Linked DNA regions of Mus musculus: regions 2, 3 and 4 are each linked to region 1. The links are chromatin contacts, called in public Hi-C and HiChIP or PLAC-seq maps. All regions are on one chromosome and are shown on one strand. The core of a region is the stretch at or near the end of the contact, and the rest is flanking DNA. Distances in the headings are between cores, read along the strand shown.

Region 1 (2,851 bases), core at 105-2,604:
ATGTCTGAAGACAGCTACAGTGTACTTACATATAATAAACAAATCTTTAAAAAAAAAAAAAAAAAAAAAAAAAAAAAAAAAAAAAAGAAGGTAGCTGAACCACTGATGGAGGAAGGTGGGTGAGGTGGTTTTTTGACGAGGCTCTCAGTAGCCCAGGCTGGCTTCAAACCTACAATTAAGTAAAGCTGATCACAAATTATTCCTACTTATTTATTTATTTTTGGCCTCAAATTTCTGATCCTTTGGCCTCAGCCTCGAGAGCTCTGGAATTACAGGTGTACACTACCATCCCTGGTTTATTTTGGTGCTGGGGACAGAACCCTGGGTTGAGCACGTGATAGGCAAGCTTTCTAGTAACTGAGCCATGACCCAAACCCTGAAGGTTTGGTTTCCTTCAATATTTTTATATTTTTATGTGTATGAATATTTGTCTTCCTGTATATCAGCACATCACATATACGTGTGCACGTTGCCTGTGGAGGCTGGAAGAAGATGTTGAATTCCCTGGAACTGGAGTTAAACATGGTTGTGAGGCCTCACATGGGTGCTGGGAGCTGAACTCAGGTCCTCTGCAAGAGCAAGCCCATCTTGTAACGAGGAGAGACTGAGGGTCATGGAACTGGCATTATTCAAGGTCACGAAGGCACTCGTAGAAACAGGATTGGAGACCTGGTTTCATTCCTGCTTGCTTCCAGGACTCCGGTTCCATTCCTGATCCTGGCCTGCTTCTTTTCTAGCTAGGAAGAGACCTCTGGAGGATTTGTGTGTGCGAGGTTCCCATTGCTTTTAAGAGTCCAGGATGAGAGCGGCCTCATCTGCGCCCACGCAGGGCTGAGTCCAAGGGTACCAGCTTTGGTTCAGGCGCCTGGCTGGGGAGTCTTAACCAAAGCTCCTTTGCTTCAGCCTCTTCCTTCCTTTAGCCTGCTGTGCCAAAGGTCAGCCACTGAAGCATCTAACAACGACCTGCATGCTCCCACCGCCTACAGACTCTGAAAGACCCCCTGTCTGTCCTGCATCACTGTGTGGTCTGCTGAGTTAAAGGAACGCTCCTGGGTTACAGCAGGGAAAAGGCAACAGACACATTCAAATAGATCAAAAACGTAAGCCTGGGTCATCCAGGGACCTAAGAGAAACCAGCTTGGCTCCAAGAAATCCAGGCTGGCCCGTAAAGCAGACAGGCCACGTGATGGGTGTCCCCCAATCTGGCAGTGCTAATGGAGTTACAGGCGCAGTGTTACCCGGGATTGCAAATGCTTGCGGTCCCCACCCATTTCGTGGCAGGAAGTCCAGTGTTTTCCAAGGGTTTTCCAAGAACGCCCAGAAGCCCGCTGGGGCGAGCCGCGCCTCCGGCCCGCGACCGCAGCAGAAGCTCCATCGCGCCCCCTGGAGGCGGCTCTCTGCTGGTTCCTGCCTGCTGATGCAAGAGTAGTGGCCTGCCTCCACCTCTGTTTTGAGACCGTGGTGATACATCACAAGTATCCCTTAACTGATGGAGAAAAGAAACCTTCTGCCTGCTCTGCAAAGCCGTACAGCAAAGCGACTAGGGTTCCCAAAGAGGAACGCCTTCATGCCTTCTTGCTTCTTCTTTTCCTCTAGGGGGCGCGCGCAAGCCCAGGACCGCTTTCCTAGTGAGGAGCTCGGGGTAGCAAAGTCGTACAACGAGCTTTTGTTGTCTAGTTTCAAGCCCCTTTCACGTTCTTGTCCCTTTGATTCCCATCATAGCCGTCCCACAGACAGCACTGTAACTATCTCCATTTCTCAGTCCGCAAAACTGAGGCATAGCGAGTTCACCAAGATGGAACAGCATTGCAAGGCCAGCAGAGCAGATCCAAACGGTTGGCAGCTCGTCTAGGCCCCACCCAAACCCAGAACTTCTGTGGTACCCCAGGCTCCTCCCAACACGGTGTTGGCCTACGCCACTCCAGGGGTCTGTGTTAGGCATGAAGTCGGCTAGGCTGCAGTCTCCACACGCCCAGGCTTTAGGCATTGTCTCTGTTACTCTGGGGGTACCAGCAGGCATTGTTCTTGGCTTATGGCTCTTTTACTTTAAGACACCTAGTACCTGGGTGGGTCTCAGTTCTTCAGTGGAAGAGTCATCTAAGAATAGCTGAGACTCTTGGAAGCAGCAGGAATTCTGCTGTGAACAGCAGCACTAGCGCGTGCTCACTCTTTCCAGCTCTTTCATTCCCCACCCTGCAGATTTTGAATTTACCCAGTCTGCCCTGATAAACACATAAACCCATTTCTTGCAGTAATCTCACTCATGTGTATGCCCCATCCCCCCACCCCCCGCCCCAAGTTCCCCTGTCCTACCAACGGGACCTGGACCAACCACCGTATTCTCTTTCCTCTGGTCATCTCCTTAAAACATAAAATTAAACCGAACCCACGTTTTTAGTAGGGGTTGAAGCTATCAAGGCCAGCAGGACTTCCTCTGGTGAGGCAGTGATGTGACGATGATGCTGGGACTCCGAATGAGCAGCCCCAGCATGGTGGCCGTTGCACCGGGCAGTTCCGACTTCTTTCCTCATGAGATTCTCCCTGGATTCTGAGACTCATTGCTCTCTTAGAGCATGTTTGGCTGTGTCCTTTGTGACTAGCCCCTTCTAGGTTTCTGTAGCATCCCTGCTCTCCAGGGGTCTGCCCACATTTCTCCCTAGCCAGCCCTTCCTTAGCCTTTTACTGTGTGAACAAATGAGACTAGGGGTAGCTTATTTCTGGACCAGTGCATGGTCACTATGTGTGTGACAAGCATCATCACCACCACCATCATCACCATCACCACCACCTCCATGCTAGCAAAAGGTAGGCTTGGGTAGCATCCACAAGGTGTCTTTGATGAGCATCACCA
Region 2 (2,851 bases), core at 260-2,759, 420 kb after region 1:
CAGCACGTGAACTCTGGCTATTCTGAGCCATGTCCCTCCCCCGCCCCTTGACTAAGCCTGGGTCCCTTAAACTCTAGCAGGCTATCCTCCTGTCCGTGTGCAGCTTCCCATCCACAGCAATGCCTGTGCCCTTCAGGGTACAAGTTCACCACTGCCCAGGGCTCGCTTTCTCTCTCTCTTTCTCTCTCTCTCTCTCTCTCTCTCTCTCTCTCTCTCTCTCTCTCTCTCTCTCTTTCTCTCTCTCTCTCTCTCCTTGCTTCTGCAGGGTCCTGAATCTAACCAGGGCTTAGAATCCTGCCACTTCCTGCCTTTGTTTCAGTACTTGCTCTGGGCTGCCCATCTGCCATCGCTAACCATGGAACCTCACGTCATAGCCAATCCTTTATGTAGACAGTAGTGCAAAGGACATTCTCCTTTAATAGAACTTTGTCTGCCTTTCAGATTACCTCTTCAAGATCTGTCTAGAGGTCTGGCAAAATGGTACAGTAGGTAAGGGTGCTTGTGGCTAAGGCTGATGGGCAGAGTTCAATCCCAGACCCTCATAATGGAAAGACAGAGCTCACTCCTGCAAGTTGTCCTCTGCCTTACACACACACACACACACACACACACACACACACACATTTGAAAAATAAGTCTAGGCTGCTGTGGTGGCACATGTCTTTATGCCAGCACTCTGGAAGCAGAGGCAAGTGGATCTCTGTAAATTTAAAGCCAGCCTGGTCAACAGATCAAATTCCTGGCCAGCCAGGGCTACACAGTGACACTCTATTTCTAAAAAATAAAAACAAAACAAATAAAAGAAAAAGAAAAAAGAAAAATACAAAAAAAAAAACCTTAAAATAACTAACTTACTTTGTAGGCAGAAAGCTAAAAGTAGTTCTGTCCCACTGGGATGGTGTGTGTGAGGGCACAGTAAGAATTGTTTCTGGTGGTATTTTCCAGGCACACAAAGGCCTGGCAGAAACAGCAAGAGGCCTGCAAATGTCCCCCAGTTCACCAGATGAGATGAAGTGGCCTTTACACGTGTGTCTGTCCCTTTTCTGTCTTCACTGTCATTTTTTATACTGCCCAGCTCTGCATGCACACAAGGTACACTGAGAAAAGTTTGGTCCAGCAACCCATTATAGGGTTAACTACCACAGGGTTAATTTAACCAAGACTTGCCTGGCTCCCCTCACCTCTATGGAGCTCTGTCAAGGCACCTACCACCTGCAAGAGCAACAAAGGGGAGCATGTCTCAATATCTTCTCAGATGGTTCATTAATATTCTTTCCTTTCATAAGCAGATAAAATCTTCTCCATTTTGTTATTGTTGTCATACTTGTGACTACTCACTCCCCACCCCCAGGCAAAGACGTTCATAGGCAAGGAAAAGTCCCCAGTCTCCATTCTTTGGCCCCTCAGGAAAGCCTTGCACTGACCTGGTCCTGTGCTGCAGCTGGGTGCTGATGTGGGCATGGTAGACCTCTTGATGGGGGCTGTGACTCAGTTTACAGAAAGGCTGTTCTGGGAAGGACTGCCCTGCCCTGCCCAGGCCTGCCCTGCCCTGCCCTGCCCTGCCCTGCCCTGCCCTGCCCTGCTCCTGGCTGGCTGTGCAGCCCTGATAGGAGCCCTCTTCTTCCCAGCTGGAACCCGAGCAGAGTTGCGCAAAGCAACCCTCCAACCCCATCCCTTCTGATGGTTTCAGGGCATCCTCAGAGCAGGGAGGGAGGGAGGGAGGGAGGGAGGGAGGGAGGGAGGGAAGACACCTTGCTCCTTCTAAGGGGTCCTTGATGATCTCTCAGGGTCAAGTTGAATCCCCTTTAGTCAGCACTCCAGGCCTCAAGCCCACTGCAGTCTCCCCCCTCCCAACCAGCCCCTGCTTCTATCATACATACACCTTCAAGTCTATCCTGCCTCAGTGACCATGACACCTCCGTGTCTTTGCTGTGGCTGACCCTGTAGTGAGACTTTCCCACTCCACAATGGGACACTCCTGTTCTTTCTGCCCCTTCATCTTCCCACAGTGGCTGTGGCACCTGGCTCCCACTGTAGAGACTCTAACCCCACCCCACAGGTGGGCAGTGGCCTTGGGGGGGTCAACAGCACAGGTGATGTATCCATCGGTTGAAAACACAGGTTCCTGGTGGGCAGAGTGGAGACCCATGCTGGCCCATTTACTCTGAGACTGAAGCACTAAGTGGGACCTTAAAAGGCCACATTGGTGGCACAAACCTAGAATCTCAGCACTCAGGAAGAAGCTTAGATGAAAAGATGATAGGTTTAGAGCCAGACCTGGCTATATGGGGAGACTAGAATTTCTACGGAATTAGCCTGTGCGTTTCTGCACACTCAGAGTCTCTCTCTCTCACACCCAATGGTCTACTCAGTGATCTTAGGATTGCAGAGCTGGTATTGCTCTGGGGATGGTGTTTGGCAATGTGCCCCTCTTAGTCCCCACACCTTGTGTCCTTGCCTATCCAGACACCCAGGACAGCTCCTGCTTTCTGCCTTCATCCCTCACATACTGATAACAGGAGTCAGGGGAGATGTGAGCCTGTGATCCAGCTGACTAGTCTGCCCTTGGCAAATCACCCCACTACTGACTGGGCCCTCAGTTTCCTCGCCCCCCATAGGCCCTGAAACAGAGTGATGCCCAAAAGGACAATTGGATGAGAGCTTTTGGGCTGTCCACATCTTTAGGAGCCAGATTTAGTCCCTGTCAGACAACCAGGGAGGCAGAGCCAAGATTCAAACTAAGATAAACATTCTGACATGTGGCACTCATAATCCCCCTTTTTGCTTCTGGTAATTTTGGGATCATTTTTTTTCTATAATTTCCCTTCCATCAAGTTTTCACACACACACA
Region 3 (2,851 bases), core at 209-2,708, 340 kb before region 1:
CTCCCATTGGTTGGGGTATTCAACTGTGGCAGGGGGCTTGCCTTGTCTAACATTCATGCCTTGCTAACCAGGATGTCAGTTATCCACATACATGTCTCTTTCTGCCAAGTAGGATGTCTGTTCCCAGGGAGGTCTTGGGAACTTAAACTTTACGTGACCGTGACTCAAAATGGACGCCTTATTCCACATAGTCTCTTATATCGGTGCAGGTGTCTCTCTTATGTTAAGGTCTACCCCAGGGGCAGCTTCTACCGTAAAAACGTATACACAAGTGCAGGAATTGCTGCTGGGTGGTTGACTGGGGTCAAGCCTATTGTGGGTACAAGCAGTTCCACTGACTTCCATCCTGATTGGTTTTCAAGGACACAGAACATAACAGAACATGTAATCAACTTGGCATTAGAAACTTCCCTAGTAACAGCAGAAAAATATGAGAACATTTCCTTATAATGGTAGGCTAGCCATGTAACAGTTACCTGGGCCTTAACATTTTACCTAGGCCTTAACATTCTATCTAGGGCCTTAATAATTTACCTAGGCCTTAATAGTTGTCTGCTCACACTGGAAGCAAGGGCAAGATAACTTTGGCAGCTGGAATCTTTCCCAGCCCCAATTAACCTTGTATAATGTTTGAATAAAATAACCGGAGTGAGCTACTTGGGTGTCAGTCTTTCCCAAGAAGGCTGAACTCCTCTGCTCCTTTGGAAACGAAGTCTTAGCATTTTGGTGAGCTTCTCTCTCTACTGCAGCACCTATGACCAACATCAATCAATATGCTCACTATTGCAATATCAGCACTGGATCTGAACCAGTAGGCTCAGCAGGTATGTGTTGGAATTGGGATGGAATGAATCCAAATGCATGGTATGGAAAAGATCCTGGCCTCTGCCTCTCAAGCCCCAAGAGACCCTTCCATATAGTTAGTTCCTCATGTTGTGCCGACCCTCAGCCATAAAATTATTTCATTGTTACTTCATAACTAAATCTGTTACTGTTATGAATCATCATGTGAAGACCTGATATGCAGAATATCAGATATGCTTACCCCACCCCACCCCAAAGGGGTCGTGACCCACAGGTTGAGAGCCAGTGCCCTGGAGTCTCCTAATGGATGCTGCCGGCCGGCCGGCTTAGGGATTCCCGCAGGCTCTTTTCCATTGTAGGGGGAAAGGAGCTGAAAGTCTTCAGAGTCAGTGGCACTGGGGACTTTACATACATACTCCTGTCACCTTCACGGTCCCAGGAGGTCAGAACAATTGTCCCCTTTGAGAGTGGAAAAGCAGTTTGTGACCGGGGGACATGAGGTGCCTCTGTTTTCCCAGTGTGCTCAAAGCCACTGTAAGCTGGGGCTGCAGCCGCCGGGAGCTGGCTGCCAGGAGGGAGGGTTGCCAGACAGCCAAGAGTAGCTCCTGCCCTCCCCGACTCCCCGCCCATGCCACCCTCGGGCATCCCTTGTGCCCTAAGGGAGCAGAGACTGTGGGGGCGCTGTGCAGGGAAGCTTGGTTGCTTCTCCCCGTGGCGGGCTGGGATGAGGAATCGGGATCGTGCGGTGATGCACAACTATCCCTGAAGATCTCTGGAGGCTCAGGAGCCCTCAGACTGGGAGTGCCACACAGAAGCCCCTGGGGTTTGAAATATCAAGGGAGCTCAGTGACCAGATAGGACAGGAATAAAATCTAGACCACTGTGTGCCAGAGCGGGGCATGGGAACAAGTAAGGTCCGGGCCCCTGTGAGAACCAATCGCTGCTGCCCGCCTCAGGACACTTGGATACAGTCCAGTCTCTCCTGGCCGATTGGCCGCAGGCCAGTTCTTTACCTCTCTGAGCCTTACTTATTCCCCCCTCCCCTTGATGTGACTGGCTGTCCTTTGATCTGAGAGACGGCCATCTTGGGCCGTTCAGCTGTGTCTCCTTGCCTGAGATTATTCCGGGCAGGCTTGCTGATAGTTTAGACCCTCGACCCCCACCTTCGGACTCACAGCTTCCAACTGCTCCTCCCTACTGACGGACAACTCTATGTGGGGCCTTGGGGAAGGGTTAGAGTATGTAAAAAGAAATAGAGTATGATCCCTGGGGTTACATGCGTGTGGGGGAAGACTCGAGTGGAGCCACGTGGGAAAACCTCATCCCTGCTAGGTAACGCTTTTCAGGTGCAGTGCTTGTGGGAGGAGTATTATATACAGGTAAGGAATTCCCTTACCTAGGCTCAGGAAAGATGCCCAATTAAGTCTTCGGTTCCTTGGAATGAACTTGGTGGAATTGTGCCTTGGTTTGTCGTTGGGACCTTAGGAGAAAGGGTAGATGTTGCTTAAGTCTTCCCAGGGGAAGGAATTTTAGCAACACCTATTTTAACAGATTGTTTTGGTTGAGGATGAGTAGAAAGAGTGTTCCAGCACTAGCATCATGTCTGTATTTGGCCCTCCACGCAACCCTGTGTCCGGCTGAGAAACTGTGGCTATGAGAGCTTAGGTCTCCTGAGCAAGGTCATACGGCTTTCAAAGTCATAGAACCAGGATTTAACCCAGACAGTAGAGCTCCCAAATCCCTGAGCCCAATTGTGCTGAGTACATTCATGTGCTACTTAGTTTGTAATGCATGGCCCATTAAATAGATGGGAAAACTGAGGGACATACCAGAGCACATAGCAGGCAGGTAATAGACACAGCTCTTGCTCTGCAGGGCTACACCTCTTTGCTGGATGTCTTATGTCCTTGCATCCAAAGCAAGAAGTGGGGTGACCACCCATGACCTACAATTCCTAGTCAGTAGATCTGCTGAGCAACTGCAAGCCTGGGAAGGGTAGAAGGGTGAAGGGTGGATGGGTTTGTAGATGGGTTAACCAATGGTTAGA
Region 4 (2,851 bases), core at 169-2,668, 280 kb before region 1:
CTTCCCCCTGAAGGACCAGCCACATAATGGTATAGTATAGAATAGAGTTTATTCAGGGCATGGAGAGGGGAGTTAAGAGGTTTGTAGAGGCAGAGAAAGGCAGAGAGAGAGACAGTAGAGAAGTAGAGAGGTAGAGGATTAGAGGCCAGCCATGAGCACGTGGAGAGGGGGAAAGGGAAGCAGAGAAAGAACAAGAGAGCAAGAGAAGAGCAAGAAAGCGAGAACTAGGGAGCAGCCCCTTTTAGAGTGGGTCAGGCCTACCTGGCTGTTGCCAGGTAACTGTGGGGCAGAGCTTAGACAGAATGCTCACAGATACCACATCAGTGCTGTGTCCTACAGCCCTGGGAGCTATGAGAAGTAGGGAGAGATGAGCCTACAGCACTGTGGGGTGGGGGCTTTGTTTATAACTCCTGAGACCTACAGGGGAGTGGAATTCTAGTGGAATCAGTGTATCTAGGGTAAACATCAGAATGAAAAGGCTGTTTTTCAATGTACCTAGGGTAGATATCAGAATGAAGAGTTGTTTTCAGAAGTACTTTGACCCTGAAAGAATCATTATAGAACAGTGCTTGTCTTCCATTATCTATGATGTTGTTTTCCTGAAGGAGCTTTACAGCCATGGGTGACTTTGGTCACAAGACGGAATGTCTTGCATTATTGGGCACTGCAGACAGTGCACAGTAAGGATTGAAGTTGCAGGGGCATGGTGTTTTTCTTCACAAAACATAACAGATCAGATGAGGGGCTTTAGTATGAGAAATGTGTTCCCCTATCCCCCACCAAAAAAACCAAAACAAACTGTGTAACACTCAATGGATGTGCGTCTGTACATCTGTTCCAGGTTCAGTTCATTGAGACTGTTCCTCTCTGCTGCCTCAGAGCACGATTACACTCTGGAGTACCTCTTTCTTTGATCGACCCATGTGACTCAGAACACCCACATATGAGTTTGAAACAAACGATCAAATAAATAAACGAATGAAGTCGGGTAGTGTCAGCACATGTCTTTAATCCCAGCACTCATGAGGCAGAGGCAGGCAGATCGTTTAAATTTGAGACCAGCCTAATCTACAGAGTGAGTTCCAGGATAGCCAGGGTAACACAGGGAAACCCTGTCTCAAAAAACCATTAAAAAAAAAAAAAAGCAATGAACTAACAAATTGTAAGGGTGAAGAATGATATCCGAGACTCAAATAGTATTCAGGGGTCTACCATTCACTCAGATGGAGAGGCCCAGGTGAACTCACAGCCTCCATTTAAAGCAGATTAGGGGATTCCAGGGAGGGAGTGGGTAACCTTTATCTTGATTGGTTGGTCTGGTCACTAGGGGTATGGGTGTCTTTGGGATTGGCTAGGGCTCTGGGGACAATCCAGAACTGTTGCTGGGGAAACCTGGAAACTGTTGCTGGGGAAGCCTGGAAACTGTTGCTGACTCATTGCTCTTGCCTCAGGCTAAGTGTCTGGACAGCCTCTGATTGGCTGCCCAGGGACTGTGTTTTTTTTTCTTTTTTTTTTTTCCCAGAGACTGACTTTCCCAAACTTGCTCAATTCTGGGAAACAGAAACTTAGGCCTACTCACCTGAACTGTCAGTTTGAAGCCTGTCATGGACTCAGCCTGGCTCAGTCCTTTCAAAATGCAAGCACAAATAAATAAATTGATAGAATTCTGTACTGTGCCGCGTTGAGTCAGCTTCAGTTGTTCTTACTCATTTTCTTCTCAGCTTGTGCTAGCATTAGAAGAGGTGAGCTTGAAAGACCCACAACGTGAGGACTCCCCCACGTTCTGACTCAGGAGAGGTGACACCCCAAAATCACCAAAGAGAAACGGTCTTGCTGCAAATTGCAAGAGGATTTTTATTCAAGAGCACTCTCGGGCCCACGGTCAACCACCACGCAGGGGTAGAGGACTGTGGCGCCCCGAGTAGCTGAGTAAGGGGGTATTTAAAGGAAGGAACCACAACTCAAGGAGATGGGAAGGGCGTTGATGGAAAATACCAAAAATACCAGTTAAGAGTCACAAGGAAGTACAAAGTCACAAGTGTCAGGTTATCTCTCAAGACAGTTTCTAAGAGCCCCTAATAATCTAAGAGCCCCTAGCAATAGCACCTTTGCATAGTGGGTTCCAGCAATGGTCAGGGTGGGTCAGGGTGACTTTCTTTGAATGAACACTCTTTGAACCCAGGAAGCGGGTGGGTGGAGGAAGGAATGTTGCAATCTGTTTTATGATTAGCATACCTTGGAGCATTGAGTTTACTACTCTTTCAAGCTCGCCACTTCCGGATGCTGCTGTGTCTCCTCACAATAGTGGACCCTGGAACTAGAAACCAAACACCCTTCCTTCTCTGAGTTGACATTTATCACAGCATTAAGAGAGTTTTGCATTCTGCCAAAAACATCTGTTGGGTTTCTGGTAGGTGTTGGCTGAATCTGTCATCTCTTTCGGTAACATTAGCATCTAAACCACTGGCTCTGGGCTTTCCTAATGCTGTGGCCCTTTAACACAGCTCCTAATGATGTGGTGGTGACCCCCAAATATAAAATTATTTCATTGCTACTTCATCACTATGATTTTGTGACTGTTATGATTCATAATGTAAAGCCAGGCGTGGTAGTGCACGACTTTAATCCCAGCACTTGGAAGGCAGAGGCAGAGGCAGGTGGATTTCTGAGTTCCAGGCCAGCCTGGTCTACACAGTGAGTTCCAGGACAGCCAGAGCTACACAGAGAAACACTGTCTTGGAAAAACCAAAACAAACAAACAAACCAACCCCAAATGATTCATAGTGTAAATATCTGATATCCAGCATATCTGATAGGAGACCCAGGGAGTTGTGACCTACAGGTTGAGGGC

What was found. A called contact is a pair of places that touch in the nucleus more often than the background predicts. HiChIP or PLAC-seq counts read pairs in DNA pulled down with a chosen protein or histone mark.
Region 2: a Hi-C map of the N1E-115 cell line shows a contact between it and region 1, with 7 times the contacts expected there. The contact joins the promoter of Apol8 here to the enhancer-like site in region 1. A contact is called at or near these places in 2 of 39 promoter capture datasets (both in the 3T3-L1 cell line), 1 of 484 Hi-C or Micro-C datasets (the N1E-115 cell line) and 2 of 115 datasets of contacts at active chromatin or transcription factors (pancreatic cancer cells and vascular smooth muscle cells).
Region 3: a contact with region 1 is called in an H3K4me3 HiChIP or PLAC-seq map of forebrain, with 4 times the contacts expected there. The contact joins two enhancer-like sites. A contact is called at or near these places in 2 of 15 datasets of contacts at CTCF or cohesin (the NIH/3T3 cell line and embryonic stem cells), 1 of 484 Hi-C or Micro-C datasets (CD8 T cells) and 18 of 115 datasets of contacts at active chromatin or transcription factors (the NIH/3T3 cell line, craniofacial prominence, embryonic basal ganglia and 8 more).
Region 4: a contact with region 1 is called in an H3K27ac HiChIP or PLAC-seq map of embryonic stem cells, with 12 read pairs. The contact joins two enhancer-like sites. A contact is called at or near these places in 15 of 39 promoter capture datasets (the 3T3-L1 cell line, 3T3-L1-derived adipocytes, HPC-7-derived erythroid cells and 10 more), 2 of 15 datasets of contacts at CTCF or cohesin (the NIH/3T3 cell line and embryonic stem cells), 7 of 484 Hi-C or Micro-C datasets (the N1E-115 cell line, embryonic stem cells and nephron progenitors), 17 of 115 datasets of contacts at active chromatin or transcription factors (the NIH/3T3 cell line, craniofacial prominence, embryonic forebrain and 8 more) and 2 of 9 other capture datasets (adipose tissue and embryonic stem cells).

The regions. Positions count from the first base shown.
Region 1 is chr15:77,335,252-77,338,102 of GRCm38.p6, forward strand. No RefSeq gene overlaps it. Among named protein-coding and RNA genes, the nearest start is that of Gm41352, 23 kb to the left of the region's middle. Within about 2 kb of position 1,355, at least 189 of the 459 cell types and tissues checked have an H3K27ac peak or open chromatin away from gene starts, as enhancers often do. A contact at or near this core is called in the N1E-115 cell line, the NIH/3T3 cell line, adipose tissue and 5 more, where this site is marked.
Region 2 is chr15:77,753,764-77,756,614 of GRCm38.p6, forward strand. It overlaps Apol8 (apolipoprotein L 8), which reads right to left and starts at 1,510. Exons shown (of 4, transcript NM_001081970.2): 1 at 1,425-1,510.
Region 3 is chr15:76,997,638-77,000,488 of GRCm38.p6, forward strand. No RefSeq gene overlaps it. Among named protein-coding and RNA genes, the nearest start is that of Gm35933, 11 kb to the left of the region's middle. Within about 2 kb of position 1,459, at least 32 of the 459 cell types and tissues checked have an H3K27ac peak or open chromatin away from gene starts, as enhancers often do. A contact at or near this core is called in forebrain and kidney, where this site is marked.
Region 4 is chr15:77,057,328-77,060,178 of GRCm38.p6, forward strand. No RefSeq gene overlaps it. Among named protein-coding and RNA genes, the nearest start is that of Gm24753, 9.0 kb to the right of the region's middle. Within about 2 kb of position 1,419, at least 42 of the 459 cell types and tissues checked have an H3K27ac peak or open chromatin away from gene starts, as enhancers often do. A contact at or near this core is called in the NIH/3T3 cell line, adipose tissue, embryonic stem cells and 1 more, where this site is marked.